Regions from separate parts of the Sus scrofa genome. Here region 1 is linked to region 2. A link is a contact called in public HiChIP or PLAC-seq data. All regions are on one chromosome and are shown on one strand. The core of a region is the stretch at or near the end of the contact, and the rest is flanking DNA. Distances in the headings are between cores, read along the strand shown.

Region 1 (6,174 bases), core at 3,019-5,518, 690 kb before region 2:
GGATACTACTCAGATTCATTTCCCCTGCTCCACAATGGGAACTTTTCACATATTTTTATTTAACTTTCTAAAGATCAAATGTAAACACATAACCTCTGCAAAACAACTCTTAACCCCAGCCTGGTATTTTGTGTATACTTAGAGTATAATAAATATTTACTGATACTCCTGTTACCAGTTTTATTGCCAAAGCATTCTTTCACATGATTCTCAGTTTTCTGGATGGAGTATCACACCCCTTGATTAACAGAGGAGAGATCTAAGTTCACAGACATTCGTAAGAGAATCCGGACTAGAACTTGAATCTTCTAACTCCAAATCGAGTGCACTTTGAGGTACATCCTGCGCTTTCTCCCCAAACACTAATATGGAAGTAAATTTAAAAAATTGTGCCTCAGAGATCTGGTAAAGCATATTTTGGACAAATAGCAGAAAGAATAAAGGTCTTACTATGACAGTTTTTTCACAGGAGAAACTGCAGAACGCTGTGACATGGATAGGATATGTTCCTTTCCTGAACGCCACCTCTAGAGGGCAGCACACTCTTCATAACAAATAGATTCTCCTTGGCTTGGAAGAACAACCTGGAGTGAAAACCTAAAATATTTGATGTGCTTATAAATACTTTAAATCAGGCAGGATGCACAAACATCTCAGGTCCAGTACCCTCTTTGTGTGGGGGAGAAAGGGGCAGAAATGGGGGTGGAGCTATGAGCCTTTTCTTTCTTCCCTCTGCAAGAACAGAGGCTCTAATATTGAATATCGAATGAACTTGAAATGGCCCTTTGAATACCAACTTGACACTCCGAAGTAAAATATTTAATCTTAAAAGCAGAAACAAAGAACAGAGGGAGAACACGGTGTGTACAGGGAACTACTGCTGGTTGAGTATTGCTGGAATCCAAGTAGTAGGAGCCAAGGCCTGAGAATTAGGCAAGAGATGGCCACAGAGGGCCATGCGTGCCAGGAAAGGAAGTTGAACTTGCTGGTGTAGATTCCAGGAACCATGGAATGGCGTGGCTGAGAGGAACAGGGTCAGAATTGTGTTTAATAGGGACCATTTAGGTAGCTCTGGAAAGAGCAGAACTGAGAACAAGTCTAGAAACCAGGAGGCCAGTTAGGAGGCTGTATCTTTCCTGGAAGAGGAGGTGTGTCTGAGAACGGTAGCAATGATAGGACTGGGGCGGAGAGGGCAGATTCGAGAAACACATAGGAGGGGAAACCATCCACGTGCAGCATCAGCTGGATGAAGAGACAGAGAGAAAGGTCAGGGCTGATATTTTATAACCCTGTTCACTGGGTAGAGAGATGGTGACACAAAGAGAGTGAATTTGGAGGAAAGTTCTGCTTAGTTTTTGAGGAATCAAATCTGAAATATCTGATAAGCGCCCACTTGAAGATACCTGGCAGGTAATGGAATTGGTGAGTCTAAACCTTAGGGAAGAAATCTGAGTAGCAGGTTGAATTAGAGGGTCATTAGCATACAGGTGGTAGTTGAACTCCTGAGAGTAGATAAATGCACCCAAGAAGAGTCTCCATAATGAGAAGTAGTGTGCTGTAAACACAGACACCTGGGGCACACAAGGATGTAAGTGACGGGTGGAGAGAGAAAAACTTGCCTTTAAGAAGGAACAGAAGCGAATGAGAAAACTGGAAAATATACTATTACTTTGGAGGGCAGTAGTACATATAATCAACATTGCCAAATGCCCCCAAATGTATAGCAAGACAAAGATTGGAAAATGTCCATTGGATTTTGTAATTAGAAGGATACTCGTGGCCTCAACAAGAGCACAAGCCAGACTGCAGGGGTGCAGAGTGAATGAATGGCACACCCAGTGGTCACAGTGAGCACAGATTACTTTTTTAAAAAGTTTAGATAAGAGGAAAGAAGACATGGGACATTTTCTGGGGCATGTGAAGCCAAAGATAGATTTCCTTTTTATTTTTTTTTTTTATTTTTATCTTTAGGGCGGCACCTGTGGCATATGGAACTTCCCAGCCTGGGGTGGGGGGGGGTCCGAATCAGAGCTACAGCTGCAACCTATGCCACGGCTTGCAGCAATGCCAGATCCTGAACCCACAGAGTGAGGCCAGAGATTGAACCTGCATCCTCATGGATACCAGTCGAATTCTTAACCCGCTGAGCCACAACAAGAACTCTGATTTCTTTTTTAATGAATGGGAGGGAAACTAATAAGCTTATACTTTGAAGGGAACACACACCTGCAAGAGGAAAGCATGATGTTTCAAGAAGGAGAATAGCTTTGGCGCCTGGTCTTGGCAAGTCTAACTGGGTGGGCCCAGAACAAAAGAGGGCACCATGTCTTATGAAACTGAGGCAAGATCATGAGGGGGGGGTGTGCAACTCAGTTTCTGGATGTGGAGGAGCCAAGAGATGCGGGAAGGTCATGCTTAATTGTTTTGTAGCAGGAAAATCCATTATAAAGATATCACTTATTGCTCTTATTATTGTAGCAGTTTCCAACGAATGAACAAGTCGGCCTTTGTGTTGTGTTTCCTGGTCTTGCCTTGAATCACTTGAAATGACTTTTGTACTCCTGGGGCTGAAAGCAAGCTTCTAGGATACTAGGATGGTGACTCCTTCCCAGCCTTTTCCTTTAAGTGTTTAACTGAGATTCTCCACATGGTCGTTAAACTCCCTACTGTGTAACCGGGTCCATAGCTGAGATAAGAGTAGGCAGAACTGGTACTGAAGCTGAAGAAGGTAAGTGTGAGGCCCTGGAGGTGATCTTCCTGGAATGGAGAAAGGAGCCAGTGGGAGCAGGATGTACAAGTGCCTCAAAGCAAGGAAGTTCCTTGAATCAGTCCTGTGAAGATGGCAGGCTCTCTGAAGAGGTGGCTTATGGTCGTGAGGGGTCCTGAGCTCCCAAGACATGACAACCTGGCCACCTTGCCTGAGTCAGGCCAGGGGTGGAGTAGGGGAAATAGAGCTTCCAGCCTACAATGGACCATTTGGGCCCAGATAATAAACAAAAACTGTGACCACGATAGTGCTTAGAGAAGGCAGATCTCTTCCCAAATTTCCTGGGCTAAGCAATCCTCCCTGGATTCATGACAGCCCCTAGAGGGAAGGAGCTCCAACAATGACTGCTACTGAGCATCGCAGCTCTTGAGAGAGAATTTTGAACTTAAATTTCTTAAAAAGTGCCATATGGTATTTCTTGCACCTCAGCATCATCTGAGAAACTTCATCCCCAGTTCACCACTATCTTCTTGACAAAGCAGAGAGAAAATTTGCTAAAAGTGAGGAGAATATGGAATGGATGTTGAGTTGAGGGTTTGAGACACATAAAATCAGTTTTTTTTTTTTTTTCTTTATCTGCGTCCTACATACACCACAATTCACGGCAACACCAGATCCTTAACCGACTGAGCGAGGCCAGAGGTCAAACGTGTGTCCTCGTGGATATTAGTCAGGTTCGTTACTGCTGAGCCACAACGGGAACTCCCATAATACCATTTTTAAGTATAGAGTCTTTAGAAACATGGAATCAAAGAATGTTGATATTGGAAGAGAGCTGCTGAACTTTCAGGTCTAGGCTCTCCTGTGTCTCTTCCATACATATATTTTGCAGATGAGAATAAGTAAAACTCAGAGAGGCTAAGGGTGGTATTTAAGAACACACAGCATCACAGTGCTTCAGACTGTTTACTCTCATTCATTCTATCATCAGAGCAGCCACCCTATCCAGCATCCCCTGCTGACGACTGTGCTGCCGGCACCCCTCACCTACCGCTATTACACTGCACAGAGGTTGCCCTGATGTCACATTTCACCCAAAGATGAGGGCAGCTAGGTTCATCCAGCTTCCTTCCCACAGTTGCCCTCCAGCAGCAGGACAAAGGCACCTCAGCTTTGGGCCTAGTTTCTGGCCCCAGCTGACAGCAGAAGGCCGATGCTCTGGCTCAGGAAAGGAGGAAGGGGACTGCAGAATCCCAGCACTGAGAAGGCCCTCGGGCTTTCATTCCTTTAGTCTCTCCCCTCACACAGGAGGGAACTGAGGTCTCTGAGTGGTGCTGGGACTTGCCCACACACCTAGGGAGTCCAAATCAACAGGAAAAGCCTGCTCATTCTGGTTTTTCTTTTTCCAAGCTCCCTTTCCAAACACACAGCTCCTCCTCTGACTGTGCAGAAAACAGCAAAAGCCTCCCTGTGTGAAAATCCCCACCAAGAACACACTGTCCAGGTCACTCTAACTCCGGCGCACGCTGAGCTCTGGAAGCACTGACAGAGGCCAGGGAACCCTATGCTCCTACCTCCCGTTAACTGGGTCACGCTTCACACTGAGGAAGGATGAGGGAGAGCTGCACTCTGTACTTAGCTGATGGGATATTAATGGAATCAAGGAATGGCCGGGAGAGAAGCTATAAAAAGACTGGGGCTTCCCCTATAAAATTGGCACCCCACGCCCCCAGGTCCTTGAGGAGAGAAAGGCCAAACAACAAGGACCAAAGCAGAAATCTACAGTGTGAGAGCTGGTGGCCAAAAAGGAACCATGCAGCTGAAGCTGACGGCACACACGAGGCCCAAGCCTGGAGGCCAAGCTAGGTGGGGAGGGAGAAAACAGGCTGGACAGGCTCTTCTAGAAATAAAACCATTCCATCACTGTCATTCCTAGAGTTCCCTACCATTGCCATCCCCAAGCTGAGACCTACACTTCAGTCTCCAGGATGTTCGAGACCAGGGGACCTCGAGGGAGGGCAAAAGTGCTCTGTTTTTCAAAATAACTTTAAGGGTGCACAAGAATTTTCATTTTAATAGTTATGTGTTTATTTTTGCAGTCACCCATTGGTTCTAACAAAGAATATTAGTTTTCTGTTTATGATGGAAAATTGAGTCCAGTTTAAACAAATATGGAGTCAACTTAGAGAAAATTATCCTGACAAAAATAATGAAAGTGATATATAACAGCCCCACATCTGGGAAACCCTGACCAGGATCTTCCCAACAAGGAGCAATGTCAGCTGCAACCTCACCGTAACCGTGATGGAGAAATGCAAGATTTGAAGCATCATGTTATAATAAATGGTGTGAATTTTCCTGCCCTGTGTGGATACCCTGGAGATTTGTTTTTGTTTGGTGGGGTGGGGGGCTGGATCTGTATTGCTCTCTTGTTTAAACTTTCCAGACAGGAACATTTTATTTTCCCATATCACATCTCTCACTCTTTTTTGTTTGTTTGTTTGTTTGTTTTTAATGGACACACCTGAGGCATATGGAAGTTTTAGGGCCAGGGACTGAATCAAACTGCAGCTGAAACCTACACCATATCTGCAGCAATGCCAGTTTTTTAACCCACTGCATCAGGCTGGGGATAGGAAGCACACCTCCACAGCCACCTGAGCTGCTATAGTCGGTTTCTTAACCCACAGCACACCAGTGGGAACTCTCTGGAGCCTCTTTTATTCTACATCACAGAGCTGGTGATTAGGAAAGCCATGAAGGGCTTCTGGTTCCAAACAAAGGCCTCCTTCAAAAGAAACAGCCAAGTATGAGGAGTGACTGTTCCTTCTTCTTCCAATGACATGCTGAATGCCAAATAAGAAGGCCACATTAATTTTCACAATTTGTGATATAAGACAAATGTTGGTCCATGAATGGTTATACCCTCATCTTTCCTTGTCATTTCTTCATCAGTTAAGGCTGTAAAAGCAAAACCAGTTAGACGAGGATTTAATCCATAGTAATCTCTGCATTGAAAAGCCTTCCTTGGTGACATTTTTATCTACATACCCACCAGGCAGAGATAGTAACTTGGTTCAGTGCCGGGAAAAAGCTGAAATTTAGTAAATATTTAATGTTGTCAATGAAACAATTTCCTTAAACTCTGACCTTTATTTCAGCTAGTTTCTTTCAGAAGAAGATAAATAAAAGCAAGAAGAGTTAGACCCATTTAGTGATTATGTGTATATATATATATATACATATTTATATATACACACACATATATATAAATAAGGAGAATAAGCTACAAGAGACCACAAGTTGATTGATCCAGTTGAAAAATAAAAACATGAATGATTTGATATCCTGGCTAAAAGAACTGAAAATTTTCAACACGTTAGCCAAGGCCATTAATATATTTGGTGTAGTCCCTGCCTGCATCTCCCGGTTGTGTGGTTTAGAAGTGAGAGATCCTACAAAATTCC
Region 2 (5,711 bases), core at 2,550-5,049:
TCTATATATATATATATATATGGTAGTTTATCAGAAATCTTTAATTTTTAAAATTCTTATCAATAAATTATTTCTATATATATATATATGGTAGTTTATAAAATTTTAGCTGTTAATATTTTGCCATATTGCCTTTAGATATCTGTTTTATAAAAAGAAATATAACCATGCTCTGATCCTTTCCTTTTTTTCCTCTACCAAAGGTAATCATTATCCTAAAGCTGATATAAGCATTTACATGCTTACTTCTATATTTTCACTACATTTGTATGCACCTATCATCCTATGCATACTTAAAATTTATATAAATGATTCTGTACTTACCCTTCTGAAGCTTCCTTTTTCACTCAACATTTTTTATCTCTCTATTTAGCTATGGTTCTGTGGTTTATTATTTTAACTTCTTTGTGGTATTTCATTATAAGGAAAAAATAATCCATAGTTTTATCTATTATTGGACAGAAGGATGATTTGGTTTCTAATTTTTTTGCATAACAGTGCTTCAGTGAACACTCTTGTAAATGACTCCTTGTCCATAGTATGAGACATTTCTCCAGATATACATCTATAAGAGGGATTGCTGGTCATGAGGGGTGCACATCTTCCATTTTATTAGCTTTTGTCAAAATGCTTTTCAGAATGGGTACATTTTCTTGGGATTCTCTATGATTCTTAAATCTGAGGATAATTTGTTCAGTTTTGGAAAACTGTTAGCCATTATTTCTTCCAGTATTTCCTCTTTCTCATTTTCTTTAATCTCTTCTGGGATGCCTATAAAACATACTTTGGGCCTTCTCATTTTATTCTTTATGTCCATTTACCTTTCTCATATTTTCCTTTTCTTTTTTTGGTCATGCCCCTGGTGTGCAGAAGTTCCAGGGCCAGGGATCAAACCTGAGCCATAGCAGTGACAACGCTAGGGCCACCAGGGAACTCTCCTTTTCTTTATCTCTTTTTGATACATTGATTCACTTCCAGTTAACCAGGTCTCTCCAGCTGTATCTGGTATGAGCTTTTATTTATTAAATGCATTTTAAATTTCAGACATTATTATTTCTAGACATTCTATTTGGTGTATTCCCCCAAATTTCCAACCTTTTTTTCAAAGTGTCTTTTATAGGTTTTTTTTTTAATCTCTAATTATTGTAAACATATTTATGATCTTTTTAAAGATTGCTCTTTGAGATTTTGAGAGTATGCTAAATAATTTTCCTGACTATTGTCATCTACATTGTATCTCCTCATAGTGGATCATTTGTTTTGTTTTTAATTGAAAGTTGTTTTTTTCAGTAGGGATTTTTTAAAAATAGGAATACCGGAGTTCCTGTCGTGGCTCAGTGGTTAACGAATCCGACTAGGAACGATGAAGTTGCGGGTTTGATCCCTGGCCTCGATCACAGGGTTAAGGATCTGTCATGGCCGTGAGCTGTGGTGTAGGTCGCAGACACAGCTCGGATGCCGCGTTGCTGTGGCTCTGGCGAAGGCCAGAGGCTACAGCTCCGATTAGACCCCTAGCTTGGGAACCTCCATATGCCGCGGGTGCTGCCCTATAAAGATAAAAGACAAAATAAATAAATAAATAAATAAATAAAAATAAAAATAAAAATAGAAATACCTTCTGGCCTTGGTGGTATAACTGTTCCTTTGCTCCAGAGGTATCTGTCCCTGGTAGAGACCAGCTTCCTTCCTTTCTTTCTGGACTGGTAGGTGCAATTATTCTAGTTCCCCTTTTACTGAATTTGGAGTCTGCAAAGGCCTGATCCTCACCTCTTGTACATCCAGGTCTCATATCCAGTCTCTTTATTAGAATTCAAGCCCCCAGCCATTATTTCAGGGTCTAGTAACCTCCCCAGAGTTCCTGGGACATTAGTTCACACTTACTGCTTGGCTTATAGTTCCCAGTTTGTTCCTGATATGGGGTGTGTGTGGATTCTTTCCTTCCTTCCTTCTTTTCATGTTTTATAAATTCAATTTTATATTAAATTTTCAGGGGTTGATTTTATATGAAATCTCTAGTTTTTTTTTTTTGTTTGTTTGTTTTTTGATGTGAAAGGTTCTTCACTAGCTCATTTTGCCATGTTGCTGGAACCAGATGTCCTTCAACTTTACTTCTTAATATACTTTTACAAATTATAAGATGGTTAAATTTCTTTGGGGAAATGAGGTGTAATTCTACTTTTTCATTTACTTAGTAAATATTTACTGAAAATTTGACTTGTTAAAATAATGAGTGTAGGTGCTAGGGAGTCATAGGTGTCCTGTGGACTGTAAGGTTGATAGGCAAATAAGCCTCGTCAGCAGAGCATAGTGATTAAAGTGTGCAAGGTATACTATGGAAGCATCAACAAGGAGCATACAATTCCTAAGAGTTGGCAGTGTAGGCTTTCTAGAATCTGATACTGGATCTGAGACTTGACGGAAAGGAAAATTAGCCAGGTGAAGAAGTAGGAGAATCATTCCAGGAACAGAACAGTGTATATTAAGACACTGAGGTAAGAGAGCATGAGTTGTTTAGGAAATGTAAGCAGTTTCATATGGTTGAAGTGAGATAAGTGGAAATAGTCCCAGGTCAGAGCCTCTGGCGTCCTTGAGGGTTAGGAGTGAGGAAGAAGCTTCTCTTGGTTAGTATGTGAGAGGAACCTAAGTTGTAGCAAGGAAGAAAACAACACCTCAAGTCTTAAAGTCTCAGGACAGAAATATAAGTATGAATAGTGAAGACAGTGGCCTGGAGAATCAAAGAAACAACAGAGTAATGGATGAGGTGTGATGGACATCAGTGGATTGGTCTGTGAATGGAATGTATCTCTGATACCAGAGTGTGCTGAGAGGTAAGTGGCTTAGCACAGAGTTCACCTTACCCAGAGTGGATTCCAGCATGAATTCCTTTAAGACTTGTCAGGCTGCCTGTGCCAGGATGGAATTTTGTGGTGTGGAGTGAAATCTGCAATTACTGTGTCAGGGGATATGCTTTGTGGATGCATGGAGAGCATTGCTTCATGTAGGAAAGTAAGCAGCCTAGTTAACCTATAGAAGGTACGTGTTGGAGATCTTGTGTTCTATCTTAATCACTGATCTGAGGATAGTGAATGATGGAAAGGTGTGTTTCTATCTAGAACACCTTAAGTGGTTGTACTCAGACTCTGCTGGATACCATGTAGCTGGTGATGCCAGTCAGGCAGATTATTTCCCTCAAGGACTTGGATATAGGGGCATTATCATTAGGACACTACCTATAAGTAGATAGTGTTTCAGTTCTTTGATGTGGTCTGGGATGATGTATACAGTTTTGGTTTTCTCAAGATAATTAGAGAATGGATGCTGCCGCAGGAGCTCCCTTGACAATCTAAATAGGCTGTTTTGGTTGCATGCTCAGCTGTACAACATGTCCTGTTTATTTTAGCATATTTAATGATATTGTGCCGGATATGAACTGCCCAGAGCCTCAACCAATACAAATAGCCTGAAGAGATTCCAGTGGCTTGTGACATGAGCACAGGCAGTTGGGGTCAGGCCTGTTTAACTGTCTATCTTGTTAAAAGAGATTTCGTTTGTGCCTGGCTATATGGGTGCCAAAACAGGTCGCTCCTTAAACCCTTCCCTATTCTGCAGAGCTGAGATTATTGTGATATACCCACTCATTCTATAAGTGGCCTTAGGAAGGGAACACTGAAACTTTCCTGGTGGTTGTCAGTATCCCCAGCACTAGTACTTACAGAATGCTGCATCTGCTTAGCCTCATGAGCTGCCTGGCTTAGTGAAGCTTGCAGTTGTTCTGGGCTGCAGTGACCTAGATAATCCACTTGAATGCTGACCTCAGCCAAGACACGTCAGCTCCCAGACATAGTTGTTGACTTTGGCAGGCCACACAGGGCCACAGGACCCGGAGCTCTTCCTGTGATAGACTCTTCCTTATAATGGCATTAGAGATATCTGTTTCTACTTTGTGCAGACACTCTGGATGGCATAGGAAAGAGACAGCTAGGAAGAGAAAACTCTTAGCCTTAAAACTGCCTATGCCTTAAATGGATCCCAGTGAACTTGTGTTCTCCTGTTTCAGGATGAAGGCCGGAGGCTTATCTAAGTAAAGTTTCTTCCTCAACCCCTAGCGCTCCAAGGTAGACTCCAGTGTGGGGTTTAAACTGTAAACCTCACAAGTATCAGGAAATTCTGTAGCTCCTTGATGGGGCTGCCATCAATGGTATAATTCAAGATCTGGGAAAAAAGGAAAATTCCTAGAAAGTAGAACCCTGCGAATCTTGAAGACATACTTTTGCAGGTTGGCCAAGAGGTTTGGACATTCGAACTTTTATAAGACAACCTGATTAAGAACTTATTCAAGAGCAGTATTCCCCAGGATTACTCTGAACTGTTAGGAGTCTTTCATGAGTATTGTGGCTTGCTAGGCGAGACATGATCGTGTAGTTCTCCCAGACTTATAGGATACACTTTTTTTTTTTTTTTTCCTGGATCTATAAAAGCAGTCAGTGCTTCTTCCAACACTTATTTGTGAATCGCAGAGTGTCTCCTATAAATCCTTTGATGTCCCTCGTCAGGATGGTTTTGGACAACATTAAGTTGGACCTGGTAATTCTCCAACCTTCAGGTTATCTGTAGGTGGATCTCTATTTTTTTAAACAGCTTATGGTTTGCTTTTTTTGTGATTTATTTCTTTGTTAGTGAAACGAAGATGACTATAGATAGTTCTTTTATGAGACAAGGCAGTCAAAATTATGTGGGGGAAGTGGAACATAACATTATTTGGGAGAAACTTAAAAGATTGAAACGCTTTTACTGTTGAAATACCCACATAACCTTATTTGTTAATATTACCAACTACAAAAAAGGAATATATGGGTATACTATTGATATCAAAATACTTTTAACTTGAAAATGCAAATAATGTAAAATTCTTGTAACAACAGCTTAAGATTAAATTTGTGAAATAGGCCAAAACAATCTAGACAAAGCCTCCCATTTACCAAATTTACCTCACTTTTTAACATATACAGTTCCTGTAGCAAGCCAAGAATGAAACACTGTGGTTTATAATATGAAAAACATGTATTAAAAGTGAGTCATAAAATGGAAAAATGGCTACTTAGCCAGTAGTAGCCACATAAATTTTGGAGCAAATGTATTTTCTTCAGGGGTGGTTTTTTTTACAGGAATAGCAAGTATTTTTTAAAAGCATTAAAATGGTATAAAAGTAACCCTTAGGCAATATACAGATTCACCATTCAGAAGCATAACATATCAAATACATATCTATTTTGAAACTAATCAATTTAATTACTTTTAGGTGAAGGACAAAAATCTAAAAAAGATGTAGTAAAACAGAAAGAGTAATTTCTCCTGCTTGCATATACCAATTTTTTTTTTTTATTGTATATGGCTTACCGTTTATCAAATACTGACCTCCCACTTATGTTCATGTATTCAGCAACTCATGAATCTTTGACTTTGCTGGGAGATTTTGTTGGAGTGTATCTGCTTTCCTTTCGAAAGCCTGCTCCCCACTTGTATGTTTGTCTCCTTATAGCCTGTTAGCGGGATTCAAAGGCATGCTGTCCTTTCGATTCTTTCAACAAGAGGAAAAGAACAGCAGCTGCTTCATTTCCTGGAAACTCTTTCCAGAGGCCAGGAACTCTGGGAACATTTCCAGGCTGACTTATGGAGAGAGTGGGCTAAAACTACCCCTACCTATACCTTTG

What was found. HiChIP or PLAC-seq counts read pairs in DNA pulled down with a chosen protein or histone mark.
Region 1: an H3K27ac HiChIP or PLAC-seq map of skeletal muscle shows a contact between it and region 2, with 8 times the contacts expected there. The contact joins two enhancer-like sites. A contact is called at or near these places in 7 of 47 Hi-C or Micro-C datasets (embryonic fibroblasts, epiblast stem cells, fetal skeletal muscle and 3 more) and 1 of 2 datasets of contacts at active chromatin or transcription factors (skeletal muscle).

What each region holds. Positions count from the first base shown.
Region 1 is chr2:102,956,970-102,963,143 of Sscrofa11.1, reverse strand. All of the region lies in intron 6 of LOC106508433 (a long non-coding RNA gene), which reads right to left. Among named protein-coding and RNA genes, the nearest start is that of PCSK1, 91 kb to the left of the region's middle. Within about 2 kb of position 4,268, at least 14 of the 83 cell types and tissues checked have an H3K27ac peak or open chromatin away from gene starts, as enhancers often do. A contact at or near this core is called in skeletal muscle, where this site is marked.
Region 2 is chr2:102,265,784-102,271,494 of Sscrofa11.1, reverse strand. The region is part of intron 3 of SPATA9 (spermatogenesis associated 9); the gene reads left to right. Among named protein-coding and RNA genes, the nearest start is that of SPATA9, 19 kb to the left of the region's middle. Within about 2 kb of position 3,799, at least 31 of the 83 cell types and tissues checked have an H3K27ac peak or open chromatin away from gene starts, as enhancers often do. A contact at or near this core is called in skeletal muscle, where this site is marked.